Linked DNA regions of Mus musculus: region 2 is linked to region 1. Evidence: chromatin contacts called from public HiChIP or PLAC-seq data. All regions are on one chromosome and are shown on one strand. Each heading gives the region's core, a stretch centred on a gene start, on an enhancer-like site or on the middle of the called end of the contact. The rest is flanking DNA. Distances are from core to core; before and after follow the strand shown. Region 1 holds the start of Rnf114 (ring finger protein 114). Region 2 has its middle 17 kb from the start of Gm33033.

Region 1 (6,458 bases), core at 1,629-4,128:
CAAACCTCAGTTACATGACCTGCATTCATAGTTCCCTCCTCAAGGATATCTTGACTTGGTTTGATTTGACTTCATTTTTGGAGATGGTGTCATGCAGCCAAGAGTCTTGTGCTAACAAGAATGGCCTTGGGCTGGAAAAATGGCTCAGCAGTTAAGAGCACTGACTGCTCCTCCAGAGGTCCTGAGTTCAATTCCTAGCAACTACGTGGTGGTTCACAACCATCTGTAATAAAATCCAATACCCTCTTCTGGTGTGTCTGAAGATAGTGACAGTGTACTCATATGAATAAATCTTAAATAAATAAATAAATAAATAAATAAATAAATAAAAGATGGCCTTGAACCCCGACTCTCCGGCCTTTACCTCCCATAACCTGATTTAGACAAGCACAGCACCGGCCTGCTTAGCACAGGTGTGCAGGTGAGAGTGTGCTTAGCATCCTGTTGGGTCACGTGTGCTAGGCAAGGACTTCACTAACTGAGCCACCTCCCAGCTGTCAGCTTATCCTGCCTGCTAGAAGAGATACCAGGAGGAAAGAGATTCATCTTGATCCTGACCGGGAGCAAGTATACAGCAGGTTTTACCCTATGAGGCTTCCTGCCCTAGTACAGCTTGAATTATCTGGAGGCGGAGGAGGCCAACTAAGCTCCTCGATTGAGCGCTCAATGACTTGGAGGAGGTTGTCACCTCCAAAGCAGGCACATGTGTTCTCTGACTCCTTCACACTCCACAGTCTTCCCCTTTTCTCTCTAGATAAACCCAACTGTAGTGCTTCAAAGTCCAAAGGTAGCCACCGCCACAGGCTAGGAGGCATCATTACTGAGGATCTGCCCCCCCCCCAACCCACCTCCAAGGAGACACAGCTCAGGGGGTTGGATCTTGGATCTTGAGCTCATCTGGGTGCTGTTTAATTGCTCCGAAAACAGTCCCCAGAGGTCATGGCTTTTAGTGTGTATAGCGTATAGCCTTCAAGCACAGGGCTTCAAAGGGTCATTTGCAGAAAGCGATCATCTTTGCCCTTTGAAGCAAGCAAGGAAAAGCCACATGCCTGCCGAGTCTTGTTAACATACCAGCATCCCTTGGCAGGAAGAAAACCATAGTAGAGGCTAGGGAGATGGCTCAGCAGTCAGGAACATCTGATCCCAGCACTCTCACAGGGTGGCTCAAAATGGCCAGTGATTCCAACACCAGGTGATACAACACCCTCTTCAGGTCTCTGAAAGCACCTGCAGACACAAGTGCATATATACACATGTATGAATAAAAAAAATAAGAAAAAGGAAAAGGGAAAGGAAGGAAAGGCTAAGTAAAAGCCAGGCTCAGTAAAAGCACAGTAGGTTCTGGAGTCTTCACGAGCCAGGTTCTCCAAAGCTGATGTCAAACCCAGGGCCGCAAGCACACTGAACTACAGCCTGACACAACCAGAGTCACAGCATGCTGACCTGCAGGCTCATACTGAAGTGCAACTTAAAAAAAAAAAAAAGATTTATTTACTTAATAAAGGAGTACCTTGCCGGGTGGAGGTGGCACATGCCTTTAATCCCAGCACTCGGGAGGCAGAGGCAGGTGGATTTCTGAGTTCAAGGCCAACCTGGTCTATAGTGTGAGTTCCAGGACAGCCAGGAACCCAGAGAAACCCTGTCTCGAATCCCCCAACACACACACACACACACACACAAAGTGCCTGTTTTCAGCCACACCAGAAGAGGGCATCGAATCCCATTGCAGACGGTTGTGAGCCACCATGTAGTTGCTGGGAATTGAACTCAGGACCTCTGTGAGAGCAGCCAGTGCTCCTGACTGCCGAGCCATCACTCCAGCCCCTGAAGTGCACCTTTTTAGAAGCACCTATTTTGTTTGTTGCTTTGGTTTTTGAGAAAGGGTCTCTTTTGCAATCCAGGCTGACCTCAAAGCTCAAAACATTTTGACTTCTACAGGTGAGTATACCACCCCGTATCCCAGGCTAGCCTCAAACTCACTATATTGCCCGAGATAGTTCTGAACTTCTGATCCTCCTGCCTTTATTTCTCAAGTGCTGGGGATTCTGAGTGTGGACTACCAAATATGACATATACACTGCTAGGGATGGAACCCAGGAGCCCGTGTGCCATGCTAGAGGAGACCTCTTCCTTGGTGGCCACACCCCAGCCCTGGACGCAGTGCTTTCCAGATAATCAACTCCTTGTTGATCTTGGACTCAATCACTGCCAGTACCCAACACCTGCTGGAACTCTTGGTCTTCAAGGTACTGGCTGATCGCGCACAGTCCAGTGACTTCCTGTTATACTATACCTCCTTCAGTCCAAGCCTCTGTCCTATTTTATTTTTCCAGGCCACGTACAAGCCATAGGAAAAGGGCAATAAATATGTCTAGAAAACTGGAAAGGTTCACGGAGGTGGTATCGACCTAACAAGCCACGGGAGTTTGTGAGATACACTTGTACCCCGTTAGCTGTGCAGGCAGGAAGTCCTGCCTCCTCCTTTCCGGTTAGGAAAGACGCTGAGAAATCAGATCAAATCATCTGGCCACACCTGGTGGTGCAGACTATACAGCCAATTACTTGGTAGGCTGAGGCAGGAGGATGGAAAGTTCAAAGCTCAACTGGGCAAGTTGGTGAGCTAGCTAAGGTCAACTGTAATAACAATACACATTCACGGTCTGAGTTCCTGTGGGTGAGAGGTGTGGGCTCAGTGTGGCTGCGTCCTCTAGGCTCTCCCCGGGACGCCATCTACACACCTGGTGGGCGGCAGCTTTCAAAAGCTCCAGGGGGCGAGGGGGCGTTGTGGACTCCGCCCATCTCAGCCCCTAGCGCGTGCGCAAACGACGGCGGCCCCGCCCCCAGCCCCCCTCGGCGGCTCTTTCTCTCTCAGCGCGACGCTCCTCAGCGGCAAGATGGCGGCGGCGCAGCCGGAGTCCCGAGATGGAGCCGCGCAGTCGGCGAAGCCGGCGTCCGAGACGGACCCCCTCAGCCGCTTTACGTGTCCCGTGTGCCTGGAAGTATTCGAGAAGCCGGTGCAGGTGCCCTGCGGACACGTGTGAGTGGCGGGCGCCTGCCGGGTAGGGGTCGCGGTGCGCAGGCGGCGGGCGGCCGGCGGCGTCTGACGAGGGAGCACAGCGGGCCCCCTCGAGCCTCGGCGTCGCGACTCACCGGGCCGCCGCCGGCGCCTCCGAAGTGCGCGGGAGGCCGCCGGGCTAAGTATGGACAGTGGGCCCCGGGCTAGGCTGGAACAAGAGGGAAGTGCCGGGACGCTCGGCCGTACCCGCGGACCGGGTGTGGGGTGCTCGCTCGCGGAGGCCGCCTCCCTCGGCGTGAGTGAAGCCCGGTGTCGCGGGCCAGGCTGCCGCAGCCGCTTCAGGAGTTGAGCGAGGGCGGCCTGGGCTTTCCCTGGCTCCTGTGACCGCTTAGCGGGATTTGAATCCCATTCTTGCACATTTCAAACACACCGTAGCCGAAGAGCCTGAGGATGCTCGACCACGTCCCTCCGCGGCCCCGCCCACTGCCGCTCACCCAGGAATCGGGCTTCCTGACCCCCCCCAACTCCAGCACCCTTTTTTGGGCGCACAGGCATTCCCGCCGCTGTCCTGTGAGTGCCAGCCTTTTTCCGGGTGAATCAAAGTGCAAGTGTCAAGGGTCGCTCATTCGGGCCAGCGTCGCCTGCCAGACCGTCCCCAGGAGCGAGGCGGGGCCTTCCCAGCACTGTGGGAGGGATGCCTGCAGGGACACTGGGCTCCTGCCAGCTTGGGTTCAGGTACAGGTAGCCGTTACCGATCGCCCGCCGCCACTACTTCAGGCCTCCCGTCCTGATGACCTCCCTCACTTCTCTCTCGACTCTGCTAGCTTTCTCATTACACGGAGCAACATGTAGGGACCCAAGAAGAGAGTACCATGTCCTCTCTGTCCGATGATAAAAGCCGGTGTTCGGCACCGTGAGCCGAACCCAGACTCCCTCCCAGTCAGTTAACTGGAGTGTCTGCATGCCCTCTGTTTGCTGTTTTGGGATAGAGTTAAGAAGGCAATTTGGAACCGGGCGTGGTGTTGCAGGCCTTTAATCCCAGCACTCGGTCGGGAGGCAGAGGCAGGAGGATTTCTGAGTTCGAGGCCAGCCTGATCTACAAAGTGAGTTCCAGGACAGCCAGGGCTATACAGAGAAAGCCTGTCTCGAAAAACAAACAAACAAAAACCAAAAGAAGGCAATTTGGCCCTCGGGTTTACAGCTCAGGAGGTTGTTTGGTAAGTAGTGGCCAGTGAGATAGCTCAGAAGCTGAAGGCTCTTGTCACCAAACCTGATGACTTCAGTTCGCTCCTGAGGAGCCACATGGTAAAAGAATTGACTCCCACAAACTGTCCCCAGATTTCCAGCTGTCCTCAACGGCACACACATTCATATTTTTTTAAAGGAAATACTAATGACTGTTCAAACTATGGTGTATTCGGTAGGAGAGCACGTGAGGGCTGTTAACATTTGTGAAGAAACATGACTTGATTGAAAAGCACCAGGCTTTGAGGCTTCCTTGACCTTTTCCTACATCATAGGGCAAGAAGCAGTACCAGCATAGCAAACATAACCAGCCTCCGTACTCAGCAGATTGTTTGAAGTCAGACACACCTTGGTGAGGGTAGCTGACTTCTCTGAGCCTCCTCCAAGTGCTTTGGGCTCTGCCAACTTGATTTTTAATGTTTGCCTTTGAAGCTGGAGAGTCCTACAGCTGTGGTTGGAGCATTTGATTTTATGAAATTCAGGTCAAGCCCTGTGGCTACACCCTTTCAGGTCTGGAGGAGCGCAGATAACTTGATGCTAAAGAGCACTGACAGAAAGGCTGAACTAGTTGACTCCCATTTCTAGGAAGTAGAAACTGAAAGTCAGCTCCAGACACAGGAAGCTAGATGCAACCTCCTTGTAAGGGTATAACTCAGGCACGCAGGCTGTGAGCATCTGATAGACTGTTAAATCAACTGCTTTAATCTGTATGTTGGCTTGGATTCCTCAGTTGTCTTGAGTTGCTCTTGGGATGATGGGCTACTATAAAGGGCCTGCCCACCCTGCCTTGCCCTTTCTCTGTGTGATCTGCCACATCACTGCCCCAAAGGCCTTCCTTTCTATACTTGGCACACTCCTTCCTCTGTGGCCTTCCATTCAGTGTCATCTCAGAGGAACTCCCTATGCTCCACCTGCCAGGCTGTTTGTTATCCTTCATCACCGTATGAAACCACTGTTTTCTTCAAATACAGCATCACTCTGGGTGGTATACCCTTAATCCCAACACTTAGGAGGCAGAGGAAGGCAGATCTCTAAGTTAAGACCAGCCTGGTCTTTAAGAGTGAGTTCTAGGAGAGCCAGAACCAACAAACAGGACAAAAAAAAAAAAAAAGAGTTATAAGGATAGGGCATTTCCTAGTAAATAACTAGTCACCTCCCAGCCAGGACTAGAATTTTTGCCTAATAGAAACGATCAAGATTTCTTAAAAGATAGTGGGGGGGGGGTCAGTTCTGATACACACACACACACACAGAGGCACACACATATCTCCTGGTCTTTTCCAGCAGATTTTGTTAATGTAACCATAAGTCAAAGTAGTTTGGTAGTTTAGTGTCCTGTGCCTTAGTAGCCTTCTTGTGCTGTGAGCCAGCAGGTGCCCCCTCTGCCTCTAGATCATGGTGTTTGAGTTTCTTGAATATGTGAGAATTTTCAGCCTGTGTGCCCTCCCTCCCTCCATAGCTTCTGATCTGCATGATCTGTACTGTTTAATTTGCCTGCCTGTGAGTAAAATTCCCTTGACACTTTTAAATTTGGGGTTTGATATTTGTTTGCTTTGTTTTTTGAGACAAGGTCCCTCTATGTAGCTCTAGCTATCCTGGAACTTGCTATAAACCAGGTTGGCCTGGAACTCGGAGAACCTCCTGCCTCTGGCCCCCAAGTGCTGGGATTAAAGGCGTGCGCCACCATGCACAGACTGAACTTTTAATTTGAGGGCATGGAATATTTTCTCCTTGTCTGTCAATCACAGTGTTTTAAGGTTGATCCAGAGGCTGCCTCTGAGGTCTGACCAGCACTGTTCTTGGGTTATAACTAGCCCCACTGGGTTTGCGTGTTCCCACAATGCTTTGCTTTCACCTCTGATAGTAACAGTCCCTCCCACCTTTTGTTTCATGAGTGTTCACAGTACATGGTCAATCTCCAGCAGATGGGTGTGAACTTCTTCCTTTTACACCAGAAAGTGGGGCTCAGGAAACCCTACCAGGATTCCCTAGTGACAGGGACTAAGCTTTGAAGGCTCAAACATCATGCCTTTCTCCATAATGTCCCAAACCACAGGTACAGTTTCTTTTTTCAGTTGTGCCAAGGGCATGGTATTTTATTTGAATAAGAGCAGGGAATCACTGTCCCAGTCCATTATTCATTGGTGTCTTTTAAAAGTTGATCCACTTTTGTTGTCTTGTCTCTTTGCATGACACA
Region 2 (5,583 bases), core at 1,674-4,173, 390 kb after region 1:
TGGGTAATGGCAGAAGTAGCAAAGAAATATGGATATGGAGTTGAGCCCTCTGTCACTCAGCAGCCATGAGACCTTAGGTGAAACCTTTCTCCTCTGAGCTTCGGTTTGCCCATCTGTAAAATGGAGCTGGAGCGGGTGGTTGGTCTTGTTGGCAGGATCTTCTTAAGATCGCATGGAGGGCCGGGCGTGGTGGCGCACGCCTTTAATTCCAGTACTCGGGAGGCAGAGGCAGGCGGATTTCTGAGTTCGAGGCCAGCCTGGTTTACAGAGTGAGTTCCAGGACAGCCAGGGCTATACCGAGAAACCCTGTCTCGAAACAAAAACAAAAAAACCCAAACAAACAAACAAAAAGACCCCGTGGAGGGTGGTGTGGATCAGATGCTGTGTTCGTCAGACGGCGTGCAGGGTGGTGTGGATCAGATGCTGTGTTCGTCAGACCCCGTGGAGGGTGGTGTGGATCAGATGCTGTGTTCGTCAGGGCGACTTGTCGTGGTCCATCTTGCTATGTCCTCAAGGATGACCTTGGACTTCTGACTTTCCTGTTACACCACTAAAAATCCTTAAACAGACAATAAATAAGTTTAGTGCAAAGGCACACTTAGAGAAGAGAGGGTGAACCGCCATGGCCCGTGAGGGTTCTGTCTTTGTTTCATACATATGCTTAAAACATGTACATTGCTAACATATGTGATGCCAAACTCTGCACTCCCTCAGCCCTAGTAAAGACCCCCCCAGCCCCGAGTAAACACACACCTGTCATGTCAGCCCTTGGGCTACAGAGCAAGCTCCTGTCTTAAAATAAACATTTAAGAAGCAATCCTGCCAAGCCGTCAGAAATACAACTGTTCGCTAGAAGTAGAGAAATAGGGAAAACAAACGAATAAACAAAACACTCGCCTCTCTACAGAAAAGCAAGGCAAATGGCCCACACATGCATCTCTTAGAGAGTATGTTTTCAAATTTATTTGGCCGGGAAGGGGCATGTGCAGGCCATGGTGTGTGTGTGTGTGTGTGTGTGTGTGTGTGTGTGTGTTGTCAAATGAGTCTGTTCTCTCCTTCCACCATACAGGTCCAGGGAATCGAACTCAAGTCATCAGGCTTGGTGGCAAGCTGCTTCACCCGTTGAGCCGCCTCACTGATCCTGGACACGCACTTTAAAACTCAAGCCCTAACATAAAATGATGAGTGCTCCAGGCTAGACCTTGTGGACAGTTATGTCCTCTACTGGCCAGGTGGAGATAGAGCCTGACTGTAGTGGGCCCGGGCTCCAGGCAGGAAAAACCAGGGCCTCCCTGGCATCTGGGCTGAATGTCTCTGAGTAGGTTCAACCTTAAACATTTAGACAATCATTGTGGAAGTTTCAAAAGCCTGTGTCCTGTGACGGACAGCAGAGTCTCTAGGAGTGCATCAGAGGGAACAGAGCAGTGGCTTGAGCGCACAGGCGATAATTGTGTGGTGTTTATTAGCTACAAAGCTTAGAAACAGCTATGGCCAGGCACCCATCGAGGTTCAAGTTTATGTTCGCACTGTGGAATGTGTGAAGCACGTTTTCCTGGTGTTGGTCTGGAGGGATCACCAAGGTGCATTGTTAAGAGGGGGAAAAAGAAAACAAACTTGCTCAGAACAGGGTGTGGAGCAACAGGGAGGACAGGAATCTGCTCACGTGCCTAGCACCTACCTCCTGGCTCTCTCAGCAACAATCCCTGAGACACAGTGACCACGAGGGTTTGCAGGAGGGGAGGTGGAGGAGAGGTACCGGGTCTGGCAGTCAGCAGACGCAGAGAACAACCCACTCTCTTTAGGCAGCCGAGTCCTAGCCCTCTAACTCAGTCTAGGGTAGAGTTGTGACTCTACACGTAGGAGCCATGCACTACAAAGTCAACACCCCCCCACCCTGGTCTCAGTTTCCTATTACAACATTTTCCCATATGTGTTCATTTCTTAGCTGATTTATTTTAAGATTAAAAGATTACGCCAGGCATGGTGGTGCATGCCTTTAATCCCAGCACTCAGGAGGCAGAGGCAAGAGGATCTCTGTGAGTTCGAGGTCAGTCTGGTCTACAAATCGGCAGGTTCCAGCACAGCCAGGGCTGTTGCACAGAGAAACCTTGTCTGGAAAAACCAGAAGAAGAAGAAAAAAACAATTTTAAAGAAATGACATTCTTTTATTTATTTATTTATTTGTGTGTATGTATGTATGCACACTCACACCACAGCATGTTTGTGAAGGTCAGCTTGCAGAAGCAGTCTCTTTCTACCATGTGTATCCCTGGGATCAAGTTTGTCCAGGTTGGCAGCAAGCACCTTTACCTACTGAGCTATCTTGCCAGCCCATGAAGATTTCAAAGAGAAATAAGAATAACATCATTGTCAGGAAGGCACTGCCTCAAGACCTGAGAGTGGGTAGTTTTCCTCCTCTTCCTCCTTCTCCTCTCCTCCCCCCTCCCCCTCCCCCCTCCCCCTCCTCCTCCTTCTCCTCTTCCTCCTCCTTGGAGCCAAGGATGTCTTCTATGAAGATCAAGCTGACCTTCAACTCTTGATTCTCATGCCTCAACCTCCTAGAGATTTCTAAATCAAAATAATAATGATTTTCAAAGTAGAGTTAAGTGACTAAAAAAAAACAACAACAAACTTTTGAAGTCTCCCAGGTGTTTGTTTGTTTGTTTTTGCCTAGTGTCTGTCTGAGACGGAGTACCTATTAAAATAACATGGATCCTACTGCCTCCTGCTGGGTGTCAGAACTCTTCGTGTGTCTGACTCAGTCCGAGGTGGAATTCTGTCTCCCATTTACTAGCTGGGACCCCTGAGGCTCTACAACTCCCTCAACCTCACTTCCCATCTATACAACACGAGGCGCGTAGAAATGCTGGGCGGCTCGTGAGCATCAAGGCTTCAGAAGCAACCTAACCTGGGAGACCGACCGACTGGATGAGCTTGGTTCAAACAGTGCGTCACCGGCTCCCTGGTACCCGCCCGCTCAGCAGCGCCTTCCGACCGCTGGGAAGGGGCGACACCTGGCGGGCGCGCCTGGAACTGCTCATGGACCGCAGTATCGTTCCGCAAATGCCCACCCGATCGATGTTCGTTCACGCGGGAACTTCGGGTGGGCCCAGCTCAGGGCGCACACCACAGCACACTCACTCACTCACTCACTCACTCACTCACTCACTCACTCACTCACTCACTCACTCACTCTCACTCACTCACTCACTCACTCACTCACTCTCACACACACTCGCATGGGAAGAGGGGCTGAGAAGCTCCCCCGCCCACTTCTCCTAGGGAATGTCTGAGGTTCCCGGGCCTGATAAGGATAGATCCCTGCAAGTGAACAAGGCTGATCCAATGAAGACATAACACTACAACAGGCCAAGAGCCCGGCTCCCATCGCAGACCATGTAGTAGATGGCGTGGCACAGGAGATTTTTACTAGGTGAGCTGAACTTCTGAACAGGATCTTCGGAAGCCATCCTTGGGTCTGACTCTTTTCTCTCTGTAGCAGCAATGGCTTGATGGAGTTGTGCTCCTGAGTCTGCGGCTGAACAGGGGTGGATGACACACAAACAGACGTGGCCCATCCCAGGACCAGCCAGTCATACAGTGGGTGTGGGTGCTCTTCTGTGACCCCAACATTTCAGAGGCTGAGGCTGAAGGGCCAGGAAGGAGTTCTAGGACAGCTACCAGCACCCCTAACAAGCTGCTGAGAATCTGGGGTCTCTTAGTGGCAGCAAAGCCCCAGCTGGGATGTTGTGCACAATGGAGTGAGGCGATTTCCTTTAAAAGCTAAATTCTTGGGCTGAAGAGACCACTCTGTATCTAAGACTACTTTTGGTTCTGCCAAAGGACTGGAGTCCAGTTCCCAGGACCCACTTGGCAGCATGTAACCATATGTAACTCCAGTTCCAGGGCATCGGATTTCCTCCTCTGATCTCCAAGAGCAACAACAACAACAACAACAACAACAACACACACACACACACAATCTAGAAACCAAACTCACTTGGGGCTAGGGAGATAACTTGGTTGGTAGAGGGTTTGTTCAGGCTAGCATGCACAAACCCCTAGGTTAGCTGGGGTGGACACACACACACGAGCAATGTAGTCAGGAGACTAGGAGTTCAACACCACATTATACTTTTTGGAGCATTCAGTGCCGACCTGAGAGCCTGTCTCAAAAATAAATATTTAAGTAAGGGAAAAATATGTGCTTTTAAAAGAAGAACGTGCCCTAGACATGGCAGCATACGTAGGAAAGACGGCAATGGGTGGAGAAACGGGACCAGCGTTTTAAGTGTGACGATCGTTACTCCCCGTTGCTGTGGTTCATGTTGGGATCTCCCAAACATTGTCCAGATCACAGCATAGACTCTGCCTGACTGCCACCTTGTATTTAATTTGCATTAAATGCTGTTCAGGGCTCTCTCCTGATATAACCTCTTGCATGGCCCCTCGTGGCCTCAAGATCAAGTCCACCCTCCTCATCTTCATCCACAAACCTTACCCTCGTCTGGTGCAAGAGCTGCTGGGAGTCAGAGTCTCCAGCCAAAAGCGATCTGAGTCCCCACATGTGGCTTCTTACATAATCAGCAAAATATTAATTAATGTCTACCCTAACCCTGATGACAATACCCCAGAGAAGAAATTTTAAAATAAGCGTTGTTGGCTCTAATCTGTTACTGTTGATAATGCAAAGGCCCCACATGTGTCTATTGCATTATCCAGCCATACGGCATAGCCCAAGCCAGAGACCGGCCAAGTGGGGCCTCCTGAAGTTGGCAGTCATGGTTAGATGCGATCCTGAAACCATATGGCACAGGCTCCTCCAGGGGGTGAGGAATGTGTTGTGTCCCAGAGTCCAAACTTTATGCTCTTCTGTGGTGCCTGGGGGGGCAGGAGCAGGGGAGATGGCTCGGGCAGTCAGCTGCCTGTCATGAACGCCCAAGAGCATGGGTTAAGCTTCTACAGCCCAGTAAAGGCTAGGTGTGGTGGCACAGTCTTGTAGTCTCAGGCCTGGGCAGGTGGTGACAATTGAACCCCTAGGGCCAGGTAGCCTAGCAGAAGGGACGGTCTCCTTCGAGAGACCCTGCCTCCAAAAACAAGGTGGGGAAGGGCTGGCAAGATGGCCCCATTGATAAAGGCACTTACCATGCAAGCCTGGTACCTAAGCTAAGTACCTCGGAACCCACACAAAGGTGGAAAAGAAGAACAAACTCCACACAGGCCCTGTGGCACGCACGGAGACACCCATGACAACACCTTTCTCTGCACCTCATGACAGGATCATGGGGAGGCCCACTGCTGGTTAGCATTTCCCAGCAGCTCTTGCCTCGAGGATTTGCCCCATGACTAAGGTATGGTGATAGGATGTGTGTAGAACACAGGACCCCAAAGCGTGATTACCAACCTCTGAAACCTTTGAGATGCAGGCCTCACCCTCACCCCACCCCCATACACACCCCATCCCCCAGGCATCCATCACATCTATCACACAGCTCTGCGCTGCGCTCCGGAGTCTACAAATTCTTAAAATTAATTAATTAATTAATTAATTTAATTAAAATTCTTAATCACTCAGCTCTGAGA

What was found. HiChIP or PLAC-seq counts read pairs in DNA pulled down with a chosen protein or histone mark.
Region 2: a contact with region 1 is called in an H3K4me3 HiChIP or PLAC-seq map of bone marrow-derived macrophages, with 4 times the contacts expected there. The contact joins the enhancer-like site here to the promoter of Rnf114 in region 1. A contact is called at or near these places in 2 of 15 datasets of contacts at CTCF or cohesin (both in the NIH/3T3 cell line), 8 of 484 Hi-C or Micro-C datasets (the 4T1 cell line, the G1E-ER4 cell line, embryonic stem cells and 2 more), 22 of 115 datasets of contacts at active chromatin or transcription factors (T-cell acute lymphoblastic leukemia, bone marrow-derived macrophages, cardiomyocytes and 15 more) and 3 of 9 other capture datasets (adipose tissue, embryonic stem cells and pancreatic islet).

What each region holds. Positions count from the first base shown.
Region 1 is chr2:167,500,565-167,507,022 of GRCm38.p6, forward strand. Rnf114 (ring finger protein 114) reads left to right here and starts at 2,879. Exons shown (of 6, transcript NM_001360930.1): 1 at 2,879-3,037. The coding sequence starts at 2,895.
Region 2 is chr2:167,892,263-167,897,845 of GRCm38.p6, forward strand. No RefSeq gene overlaps it. Among named protein-coding and RNA genes, the nearest start is that of Gm33033, 17 kb to the left of the region's middle. Within about 2 kb of position 2,924, at least 48 of the 459 cell types and tissues checked have an H3K27ac peak or open chromatin away from gene starts, as enhancers often do. A contact at or near this core is called in the 4T1 cell line, the G1E-ER4 cell line, adipose tissue and 3 more, where this site is marked.